Regions from separate parts of the Oryctolagus cuniculus genome. Here region 1 is linked to region 2. A link is a contact called in public Micro-C data. All regions are on one chromosome and are shown on one strand. Each heading gives the region's core, a stretch centred on a gene start, on an enhancer-like site or on the middle of the called end of the contact. The rest is flanking DNA. Distances are from core to core; before and after follow the strand shown. Region 1 overlaps CENPP (centromere protein P). Region 2 overlaps IPPK (inositol-pentakisphosphate 2-kinase).

Region 1 (5,769 bases), core at 615-3,114, 240 kb before region 2:
GGATGCTGGTCATACATAGGTCAGAGACCTGGGTTTGAGGCCAGACTCTATTGCCCTTGTATAAATTCTTATTTTGTTTTTTCTTCTTTGTGCTGTAATGTAATATAAATGCTACATGCCTAAACATAAATTTACTTTTAGTTTTCCCTTAAATGTCTGTAGTTTTTCAGACTGAGAATTGTATCTTTAATTTTTGGAAAACTTGTAAAAATTGGTTTTTTTTTTTTTTTGACTCTTGCTATTACCCTGATCTTCCCTTATCCTAGTATGCATTCATATAAAATGCTAAACCTCTCACAAATAGAATAAGAACAATAATATGCTTGCAATTTCTTTCAGCCTTTGTGCCTTTATTGTCATATAATTCACTTTTGTGTGTGTTAACAGTTTCCTGAGTATGTGTTACTTATTTTGCTTTAGACCATCCATTACATTTTAAAGTATTTAGAAATAAAAGAGATGGTTTTGCATGTTTATCTTCATTTTTACCATTTCCAACATTCTTCAATGATTTATATTGACTCAGGTCTCTAACTGGCACACTCCTTTTGCCTTAAGAACTTCCTTTAATATTGGGCTGATCTGTTTGCCATTAATTCTGTCAGTCTGTTTCTCTGAAAAGATGTTTATTTGCCTTCATTTTTAAAAAAAGATTTATTTATTTTTATTTGAAAGACAGAGTTACACAGAGAATGAGAGACAGAGAGCGAGCCTCCATCCACTGATTCACTCCCCAAATGGCTATAACAACCTGGGCTGGGCCAGGCCAAAGCAGAAGCCAGGAGCTTCTTCTATGTCTCCCAGATGGATGCAGGGGTCCAAGGAATTGGGCCATCCTCCACTGCTTTCCCATGTGCATTAGCAGGGAGCTGGATTCTTTTTTTTTTTTTTTTTTAACTTTTATTTAGTAGATATAAATTTCCAAAGTACAGTTTATGGATTACAGTGGCTTCCCTCCCCCCCCATAACTTCCCTCCCACCCACACCCCTCCCATGTCCCGCTCCCTCTCCCATTCTATTCACATCAAGATTTGTTTTCAATTATCTTTGTATACAGAAGATCAATTTAGTATATATTAAGTAAAGATTTCATCAGTTTGCCCCCACACAGAACACAAAGTGCAAAATACTGTTTGAGCACTAGTCATATCATTGATTCACATTGAACTACACATTAAGGACAGAGATCCTACATGAGGAGTAAGTACACAGTGACTCCTGTTGTTGACTTAACAAATTGACACTCTTGTTTAAGGTGTCAGCAATCTCCCCAGGCTCTGGTCATGAGTTGCCAAGGCCATGGAAGCCCCCTGAGCTCGCTGACTTTGATCTTATTTCGACAAGGCCATAGTCAAAGTGGAGGTTCTCTCCTCCCTTCAGAGAAAAGTACCTCCTTCTTTGATGGCCCGTTCTTTCCACTGGGATCTCACTCGCAGAGATCTTTCATTTAGGTTTGTTTTTTGTGTTTGTGTGTGTGTGTGTGTTTTGTTTTTGTTTTTGCCAGATTGCCTTGGCTTTCCATGCCTATAATACTCTCATGGGCTCTTCAGCCAGATCCGAATGCCTTAAGGGCTGATTCTGAGGCCAGAGTGCTATTTAGGACATCTGCCCTTCTATGAGTCTTCTGTGTAAGGGAGCTGGATTCTAAGTTGAGCAGCCAGGAGTTGAACTGGGATGCTGGTGCTGTGGGCCATGGCTTAACCTGTTGTGCCACAGTGCGGGCCCCTGCCTTTATTTTTTATTTATTTATTTATTTTTAATTCAAAAGGCAGAGTTATAGTTAAGGAGAAACAGAGATCTTCCACCCACTGACACACTCCCCAGATGAAGGTAACCAAGGCTGGGCCGGACTCAAGCCAGGAACTTGGAACTCCATCAGGCTCTTCCATGTGGGTGGCAGGGGTCCGAGGACTTGGGCCATCATCTGTTGCTTTCCTAGGAGCATTTGCAGGGAGCTGGATCAGAAGCAGAACAGCTGGGACTTGGGACTCTGATATGGTATGCTGACATGCAAGCAGCAGCTTAATCCTGTATTCCACAACATTGGCCCCTGCCTTCATTTTTTGAAAGGTACTTTTCTGGCTACAGGATTCTTGGTTGACAGTTTTTCTTTCCTATCTCTAAAGATATGCTTTTATTGTCTTCTGTATTACTCAGGTTGTGAACAGAAGTCTGCTGGGATTGTTACATTTGATTTCTGTATTAAAATGTGTGTTTGAAGATTGCCTTCCAGCCTTTGATGTATGTTTTTTTTCCCCACAGTTTATGCTATATCCAGGGTGTATTTGTGTGAAAATTCGATCTGTATCTTCAAATGTTCATTTTTCCCAGAACTCTACTGCTCTACCACTCTAATTACACATATGTTAGACAGTGTTTAGTGTCATCTCACAATGTTTAGATGCTGTGTTCTTTAACTCTTATAGCCTTGTGTTTCACTTTGATCATTTCTGTTAACACATGTCCAAGTTCACAGATTGTTTCCCAGCTGAAGTATAGTCTGCTGGTGACCCATGGAAGAAATTCATCTTTCTTGCAATGTTTTTTATTTCTAGCATTTCTATTTAATTCTTTATTTCTCTCTTTCCACATTTTCCATGTGTTTAAGGAAGCTGCCCACATTTTCCACTAGATTTTTTAAACTTATTAATCATTATTTTGAAGTTCCTATCTGACAGTACCAACTTCTGAGTCATCTCTGCATGTGGTTCTGATTAGTTTACAGTGGGTTATTTTTCTTGTATTTTAAAAGTTACAGGGCCGGCTCCGTGGACCAGTGGGTTAATCCTCTGCCTGCAGTACCAGCATCCCATAGGGGCGCCATTCTAGTCCTGGCTGCTCTTCTTCCAGTCCAGCTCTCTGCTGTGGCCTGGGAGGGCAATGGAGGATGGCTCAAGTGCTTGGGCCCTGCACCAGCATGGGAGACCAGGAGGAAGCACCTGCTCCGGATCAACATAGCTCCAGGCGATACAGCCATCTGGGGAGTAAAGCAATGGAAGGAAGACCTCTCTCTCTGTCTCTCCCTCTCACTGTCTGTAACTCTGCCTCTCAAATAAATAAAAATCTAAAAAAAAAAAAAAAAAAAAAAGACTTATAATTTGAGAAGCAGAGAGACAGCAAGAGTGAGAACAAGCTCCCATCTGCTGCTTCACTCTCCAAATACCTGCAACAGCTCGGAACTCAAGCTAGGTCTCCCACATAGTTGGCAGAGACCCAACCTGAGCCATACCTGGTTGTCTCTCAGGATCTGCACTGGCAGGAAACTGGACTCAGGAACCAAGCTAGGCACTCTGATATGGGATGCAGATGTCCCAGGCATTCTACCCCTCTTGAAGTGTTGTCTCATAATTTTTGGTTGAATGATGGACATGGTCTGTGGTAGAACAATAGTGACTGTCGCAGATAATATTTATGCCCAGAAACATATACATTTATTTTATTAGACATGTGGTGTAGGGTTAATCAAGGTAGATAGTGTTGAGCTTAAAGGTGGGATTTCTGTTGCTTTCACTACCTTGAAGCATCACAGCTTGTAATTCTTCCAGCAGAGGGCTGTTGTTGCTTTATATTTAGAATGGAGCCTTAGGAGCTGGAGGGTTTCCCCAGTGATCCAGCTCTGCTTCCAGCTTTCAGCAGCCCCTGTGTGTTCACACCTCAGAGGAGTGCTTCTCCAGCAGTTGACTCCTGATGCTTGGTATTTGATGCTAAGCTTATGGTGGGAACAAAGGGAGTTCTGCCTTTCCGTGGTCCATCATCGGTTTTGGGTAGGTCCTATCAACCTGTGCCTCAGGTAAATGGCTTTCTCAATGCTTTTGTTCTTCCTTCCTGGTGCAGTCAAACTCAACCCATCTTTGTTTTTGTCTTGAGTGGGCAGTGTTTCTGTCTTTTTTATTTTTATTTTATTTTATTATTTGAGAAGTAGAGAAAAAGGTCTTTCATCCACTGGTTCACTTCCCAAATGGCTGCAACGGATAGGGCTGGACCAATCCAAAGCCAGGAGCCACTGCTTTCCCAGGCCATAGCAGAGAGCTGGATTCAGAAGAGGATCAAGTGTGTCTTTTCCCTCCTTCAGTGGTAGCAGACCTGTTTCGTCGTGTGTAGGGTCCTGAACACAATGGATATCCTGGCCCACCAGTGGCCTAGAGGACTTCCATTCTGCCCCTCTTCTAGAAGTAGTGTATCTTTATCTTGGCCTCAGAGTATTCTTATCCTTCTTCCAGACTCTGATTCATTCTCCTTCTTTGAAATAATGTACTTTTTCTTCTGTTGGTTTTCTGCCTATCCTTCAGTGGCTTAAGAATTGTGCTCCTGATAAGGATTAAGGCTTCATACCTGTACCCCAGCAGCAGCTGCCCCCTTTGCAAGCCTGTGCCACTGAGGGGAGCTCTTTGGGCTCCTGCCAGGACCACAGTCTGTCTGGGGTTCCCCTCTGTTCCAAAATGGCAGTAACTGACTCTTGCCCTTTGGTTTCTTGTTACCCACTGGTGTGGTGACTGTTTCTCTCCTCTGTGTTTAGCCAAAGGTGAACTGTTTACGTGTTCTAAATTTCACTTGAAAGAGAAAACTTTTAATTTAGTTGGTTCCTTTGTGACTGCAAGTCTTTATTGGGCTCAGTAAAGGTTATGACTTTATATATTATTGAAGTTTTCCTTGATGGTAGGTTGAGAGTGGCCTTATCTTTGCAGCACCTTACATCTTCTTTGGAAGCAGTTTGTGACTAATTGGGTGGTTAAAACCCCATCCATAGAGCGTTCATCTTCACTGACAATATTTTTCATTTGTAGAGGTTCTATGTGTTTGTTTGTTTGTTTTTAAGATTTATTTTACTTGAAAGTCAGTTACACAGAGAAGGAGAGGCAGAGAGAGAGAGAGGTCTTCCATCCACTGGTTCACTCCCCAATTGGCCGCAACGGCTGGAGCTGCGCCGATCTGAAGCCAGGAGCTTCTTCCGGGTCTCCCACGTGGATTCAGGGGCCCAAGGGCTTGAGCCATCTTGTGCTGCTTTCCCAGGCCATGGCAGAGAGCTGGATAGGAAGTGGAGCAGCCAGGACTCGAACTGGCGCCCATATGGGGTGCTGGCACTGCAGGTGGTGGCTTTACCCGCTACGCCACAGCACCAGCCCCTATGTGTCTTTTTTTCAAAATTTACTTTTAAAAAAATCTAATTTGAGTTTCCTGTAATTTTTATGGATTTCTCCTCAGATGTATAGTCCAATGAAGGATAATAATTTCTTCACTTTTTATTTAATCTATTAAACATTAATCTATTGAGCTTTTGGCTTCACTGTCAGTACTGATCATTTTCAAAGTTCTCTGTTACCACTTTCGTCATCTGCCTTTTATTCCCTCCTTTTAAAAGCTTTTTATATATTAATATTATAATAAAGTTGATTTTGTTATACAGGTCTTAGAGCTATAACACATACATAGATACATGTAACTGCCACCATATTTGGAATAAAGAACAATTCTGTCATACCCAGGGGGGGAAAAAAAACCTCCTGTATCCTGCCCTTTGTTAATAAAACCTCCACTCATGTGTCTTGGCAACTACTGGTCTGTTCTCCATTGTAGAGTTGTGCCTTCTCCAGAAGGAATCAAATAATGTGTGTGCTTTTGAGATTGGTTCTTTCACTAAAGAAAATGCCTTTGAGATTCATCCATACAGTTGTATGTGACAAGATTTTTTCCCTTTTTAAAAAGAGTTAAAATTTTATTTTTATTTGAAAGGCTGGGAGACAGATTTTCCCTCAGTTGGATCACTCCCCA
Region 2 (6,120 bases), core at 480-2,979:
AAGGATGAAAAACAATAAAAAGATTAAATGGGTTGCTTCAAAATTTCAGTGTGTGTGTATTACCAAGAAAGTAAAAAGATAACTATACAGGAGAAAACACCTGCAATGCAGTCAGGTATCTATAAGGGTCTAACACCTAGAATAACACATCAGGAATGCTTGCAACTCAACAAGAACACATACTACACAGTTCTGGAGTAGGCAAAGGGTGAAGCAGCCTCTTGGAATGCCCACATCCCACACTGTCAAGCCTGACCTGAGTCCTGGCTACTCCACGCTTCTGGTTTCAGCTTCCTGCTAACGCACCTGGGAGGCAGATGACAGCCCAAGTGCCTGGGTTCCTGCCACCCATGTGAGAGATGGGGGGAGCCCCTGGTTCGTGGTTTGGCCTGACCTATCCCTGGCTACTGCAGGCATTTAGGGAATGAATAAGAGAATGAAAGCGTTCTCTCTCTCTTCCTCTCTCTGTTTACTTTGCCTTTCAACTAAATAAAAAGCTTTTTTAAAAAAACAGTAGGCAAAGGATCTGAATAGACATTTCTCCAAAGAAAAATACATAATGGGCAGCAAGCGTATGAAAGAATACTCTGAACCCTAGAAACAGAGAAAACCTACGTCTGCATAAGAACCTGTACACAAGGACTTGGAGCAGCACTCCGGGTTCATGCTGCATCACGCCGCACCTTCTCAACACCACGTTAAGTGAAAGACGCCGGGCACAAAGGACAGCACGTAGAACGATACCATCTCCATGCAGCGCCAGAACAGACCAGCCCACGCGGAAACAACAGGCTGGGGGCTGCTCGGGTCTCAGGGACAGGGAGACAGTGGAATGACAGCTCGGGGTACAGAGCTCCTGCTGAGGTGGTTGCTGTGTACACTCTCAATAAAGCAGCTACGGAGAAAAAGAAGACAAAGGAAGTATCTGAGGTGCAAGAATGGTGGGCAATGATACTGAGCAAACAGATAAATCTAAACACCCGTTAAATTTTAAAAAAACAGTACTCTAAAACCAGGACTTTAAATAAATAACAAGACAACCAGTCTGAGACAACAGCTGCGTGTGTAAGTTCGGAAAGACCAAGTCCTTATGTTGTGCAAGGGCTGGGATGTTAAACAGGTTAATTTTATTTATTCAGGGTCAAACTGAACATGCACTATGAAAAGACAGAAACTGAAGGCTTCCAAAACCAGCCGAGCAAAAACCAGAATAAAGCAGGCAGAGTGCAGAGGTTAGCAAACTGCAGGCCAGAGGCAAAGCCAGCCTCCACCACTTGTTTTCATAAACAAAGCTGTGCTGGGCTGGGCTGTGCTCACTTCTGTGCTACGTGGCAGTGCTGTGTAGCTGCACCAGGGACAAGACAGCCCCACAAGGCTACGCCATTCGCTATCTGGCCCTTCACAGAAAGTCTGCTGGCGCTGGCTCCACAGCACTCGTCAACTGATGAGAGCCAGAGGCGCTGTGGGCTGCAGCTCCCTGTGCTGCCATGAGGACAACATTCCCGCCCCCTCCACAAGGACAAGGTTCGGCTGGCTCAGCGGGCAAGGACTCTGCTCTAGGAGTGCTCTCAGCAGCTCCCCAGCCTCGCAACCACCCTCCTCAGGCTCAGCAACGAGAACCTAAACCCCCCAAGAGAGGAAGGGCGGCCCTCATATTCCAAGACCCCACGCCACGTCTACCAGCTTCAGCAGTAGCATCCCGTGGCACCCAGCACAAGCCACAACCACACTCACATCTGCCAGGTCTCACACGTGCAAGCGTGCATCCATGTGTCCAAGTGTACACATGTGGTGATGTGCATAGGTTTTCCATGTGTACAGGTGTGGTGTGGTACACATGTGTATGCGTCTGCACCATGTACGTGTCTCCGTGTGTGCATATGGAACATACGGTGTGTTTGTGGATATTCCAATGCATCTATAGTAGTGATTTCAACAGTTAGATGGTAACCATCTGACTAGATTACATTTACGTAAGGTTAAAAATTAAAAATTAATTCATGCTGATTTCTAGAAAATTGGAAAACACAGACACAGAAGTGTAGTCCAGCTTTTTCTCTTAGGAAAAAACACACAGACCGGCAAAGCCGGTGTGTGTCTCTGGTCGGCGCACCAAGCTGCAGGACCCACGGCAGCCTCGCACGGCTTTGCTATCCACCTCCGCACTGAGCCGACCCAGCCCGGGGCGGCAGAGTTCACATAGCGCCTACAGCGCATCTTCAGTCCCGGCTCCTCCTCCTCCCCCTTCTCCTTGAAAAACTCTCCCAGCTGCATCTTCAGCCAAAGACGTCTTTCACCAGACCCGTCACGGCACAGGCGGCCAAGCCCGTGCACGGGAGAAGGGACGGCACCGTGTGCCTTCGAGGGTTTCCACAGCCCTTGTCTCCACTGTTGAGAACAGTGGGTTTTTTTTTTCACCTTGCACTACTTGTTGAACTCTTTACTTACTGTAGGGTTAATCCTAGGAGTATAAGGAAACTGAAAATAGATCTTTGTAAAAATTAAGAGTGGGCACAGGAGAGGGAATGGGAAGAAGGGTGGGAGTGCGGGTGGGAGGGGATGGTAGAACGAGAAGAATCTGTGTATATGAAATGCATAAAATTTCTCTACCTTAAATAAAATTTTTTTAAAAAGCTGCATTTCTTCACAGTTCTAGTCTCCTCAGATGTTTGGCAGCCTCACAGAGCCAACACACCCCTTTCAGAGTAAGTTTTAAATGCATAAAACATAAAATATAGGGATGGGCCCCGGGCACAGGCGCTGACATGCCAGAGGCCCGGAGCCTTGATATCCACTATCAGAGTGCCTGGGTCTAAGCCCAGTTCTGCTTCCAACTCCAGCTTCCTGATAATGCACACTCCAGGAGGCAGCAGGTGATAGTTCAAGTACTGGGGTCAGGGCCAGTGTTGTGGCACAGTGGGTCAGGCTGCCACCAGCAATAATAACACCCCATACTGCTGGTTCCAGTCCTGGCTGTACCACTTCTGATCCAGCTCCCTACTCATGAGTCTGGGAAAACAGTAGAAGATGGTACTTAGACCTCTGCACCCATGTGGGAGAACTGGGAGTTCTGGACTCCTGACTTCGGGCTGGCCCAGCCCTGGCCATTGTGGTCATTTTGGGGAGTGAACCAGCAGACGGAAGATCTCTCTGTCTCTCCCTGTGTGGTTCTTCCTTTCAAATAAATAAATCTAAAATAATAAGTACTTGGGCCCCTCACCCACGTGGAGACCAAGATTGAGTTCCTGACCTCATCCTGGCCCAGCCCTGGCTGTTACACGCATTTGAGAAGTGAACCAGTGGACTGAAGAACACATTCTCACTCTGTTTCTCTCTGACATTCAAATAAAGTAAAATATTTTGGGGGCTAGTGCTATGACATAATAGGTTAAACATATGCCTGCAGTGCCAGTTCAAGTCCCAGCTGCTCCACTTCCAATGCAGCTCTCTGCTTACGGCCTGGGAAAGCAGTGGGGATGGCCCAAGTGCTTGGGCCCTGGAAGAAGCTCCTAGCTTCAGATCGGTGCAGCTCCAGCTGTTGCAACCATTTGGGGAATGAACCAGCAGATGGAAGACCTCTCTCATCTGCAATTATGCCTCTCAAGTAAATAAATAAATCTTTAAAAAATAAATAAAATAAAATAATTTTTAACAAAATATAGAGTGAAGATGTAAAATACGACATTTTTAAAAGCAGACGAAGAGCACAGTAATATGCGTACGAGGCAGTGACAGACACGACCATGTCGGAGATGCCTGTAGCTGCAGCGTGGGGTGGAAGATTCTGCGTCTTGCCAACCGCACGGGGTCCTGAGCACACTGGTAATGGAAGGAAATGTTAACTTTCAAGTAGAGGCCAGTGAAAATAAAGAGGCAGTTCTGTCCTACCCAGTGCACAGGGCCCTTACCTCCCTGAATTCCACAGTCCCGGGAAGTGAAGGACCAGGCTCCTTCCAGGCACATGCTCCCAGGCCACTCTGTGGCTCTGTTCTGGTCCTCAGCTCAGAAGGGGCGGGCCCCGGGCCCCAGGGAACCCAAGGAAATCCTCCTTGGAAGCCCGGCACTACCATCCCCTGGCCCGGCCCATCTGGGGGCGCTGCGGTCGCTCTTCCACACTCCCGGCTTCTGAGCCGTGACCCTCAGGGTAGGAGCACAGGCAGGGTTCGGACAGGCCTGCCCACCTTTGTCAACGCGAAGGCCACCGTCCCGTCGTCCTCCGTGGAGAGGTCAAACAGCTTCTGGTAAAACGCTTCATCGTAAGGCCCATCTATTTGTAACGTTTTTCTGAAGAAGAAAGCACAGAAAACGTGACCAAGTGGCCTGGAAATTGTTCCTCCAATCGCTAACATGCCCGACACCCCACAGCAAGGTTCAGGGTCACACACTTCATTTCTAAGGGCACCAGAGAGACACTGCTTCCGCATATTAAACTGGATTCCTGGACATTAAGGGCCCACACAGAAGCAGCAAGCCCAGAGCCAGGGAACCCTGCGGGGAGCCCTCTCCTGTTCGTGGCAAATGGAGTCACGTGGGCAGAGATGGGAGTGAAGCCAGGCAGTGGATCTGACCCCAGACACTGGGATTGCGGGGCCCCAGCACAGGCCCAGGAACCAGTTCCCGGGATGCTGCCGCGTGGGGGACACAGGAGCAGAGCTCAGCCCGTGGAGCGCCACTGCCCTCTGCAGGCTCAGCCCTGACTCGGATTTGTGAACAGGCAGGCTCAGAAATGCCCAAGGGACAACCCGCTTCGTGCTGATCCTGTTCCCCTCAGTGAGGGCAAGCCCCAAGCCAGGCCCTGGCTCCTCAGCAGGTAGAGGGAGCTGGCCGGCAGGGCCCCCGTCACGGCTCCCGGGCTGGCCTCACCTCTCCTCAGGAAACTCCTCCAGGTACCGCTCAACCCGCTTGTACAGAGGGTAGAGGCCTTCGATGTCCAGCAGGTCCAACATCTGCACCTGGAGGGTTTTGTACAGAAGACAGCCCTTCGGTAACCCCGAGCGCTCTGGGGTGTTTTTTCCTACCGAGAACATCAGGGGAAAACGAGAGCAGGTTTGTTATCAGAGGATGAAGACCTGAAGGCAGATGCAGGCTGGCGCAGGCCAGGGGGCTCCCTCGGGGCTGGGGGCCGGCATCACCACGGGCGAGGACTGCGCCCCACCTGGTGCTGAGGCAGACACCTGGGGCCCACACCAGTAGACGGCTGCAAACCCAAGCACCTGGCGTCAGGACCACCCTCTCCCACGTCCCTCTCCTCTTCAGAGCATCCTTTAAATTCACCCCAAGTCACTTCATGGTTGAAGTTTGGAGCAGGCGTGAGGAATGTCCAGCCCATGGGCCATATAAAATCCAAGAAACCACTTGGTCTGGCCCTGCCAAGGCAACCACAAGTGGCACTCAAAGTTCAGTAAGTCTATGTCAGGCTAATTGTTGAACTGATAATTCTGTGCGGCCGTGAATGATGTTATGAATACCCGAGTGGCCCCTGGTGGGAAAAAGCTTCCCCGCCTCTGCACTTTGGAGAGAGAACCGTCTTTCTCAGCAACCTGTGGCCACCTAGCCACATCCTGTGCTTCCTTAACAGCCCGTGTGCCCACACTGTGCGCTTCATTTTCACACTTTCCCAAAGCGATTGGGTTTACTTTCATAAAATTCACGCGTGGTAAGAGAAAAGCTGGCATGGGGCAGGGGGCAGTGGGCAGTGCAGGAGGCAGGGCCAGGGCCCAGCAGCACGGCTCTGCCTTCACACTTCCTCAGGAGTCTCTGTGCTCTTCAGACAGGAGGGACCCCGGCTCCTAAGATTCAGGACAGGCAGCCCCATCCAGTCTGCAGGGAAGGTGGCCAAGCCCACAGCCCGACAGTGCTGGGCCCCAGGCCTAAAGAGCCCCTGTACCCAGTGCTCTCTATGAAGCAGGTAAAGGGGCACCTGCACCGGGGTTGCCAGAGGACCAGGTAACAGGTGCAAACGCCGCCGATGCGGAGAGCACACAGAAACCTGAGGGCACGGTCCCTGGCAAACCCCACGCCGCAGGTACTCAGCAAACCATAAGAGGAGAGAAAAGGCGGTTTCCACTGGGTGCCCTGCAGGAAGGCACAGCTCCAATGGCTCCAACAGACCAGGCAGCT

Evidence for each region. A called contact is a pair of places that touch in the nucleus more often than the background predicts.
Region 1: a Micro-C map of ear pinna shows a contact between it and region 2, with 4 times the contacts expected there. The contact joins two enhancer-like sites. A contact is called at or near these places in 4 of 6 Hi-C or Micro-C datasets (ear pinna, embryonic fibroblasts, psoas muscle and 1 more).

Annotation. Positions count from the first base shown.
Region 1 is chr1:146,441,241-146,447,009 of mOryCun1.1, reverse strand. All of the region lies in intron 4 of CENPP (centromere protein P), which reads left to right. Among named protein-coding and RNA genes, the nearest start is that of CENPP, 26 kb to the left of the region's middle. Within about 2 kb of position 1,864, at least 1 of the 8 cell types and tissues checked has an H3K27ac peak or open chromatin away from gene starts, as enhancers often do. A contact at or near this core is called in ear pinna, where this site is marked.
Region 2 is chr1:146,204,425-146,210,544 of mOryCun1.1, reverse strand. IPPK (inositol-pentakisphosphate 2-kinase) reads right to left here. Exons shown (of 13, transcript XM_002708226.5): 10 at 4,864-5,014; 11 at 4,182-4,284. Among named protein-coding and RNA genes, the nearest start is that of IPPK, 43 kb to the right of the region's middle. Within about 2 kb of position 1,729, at least 3 of the 8 cell types and tissues checked have an H3K27ac peak or open chromatin away from gene starts, as enhancers often do. A contact at or near this core is called in ear pinna, where this site is marked.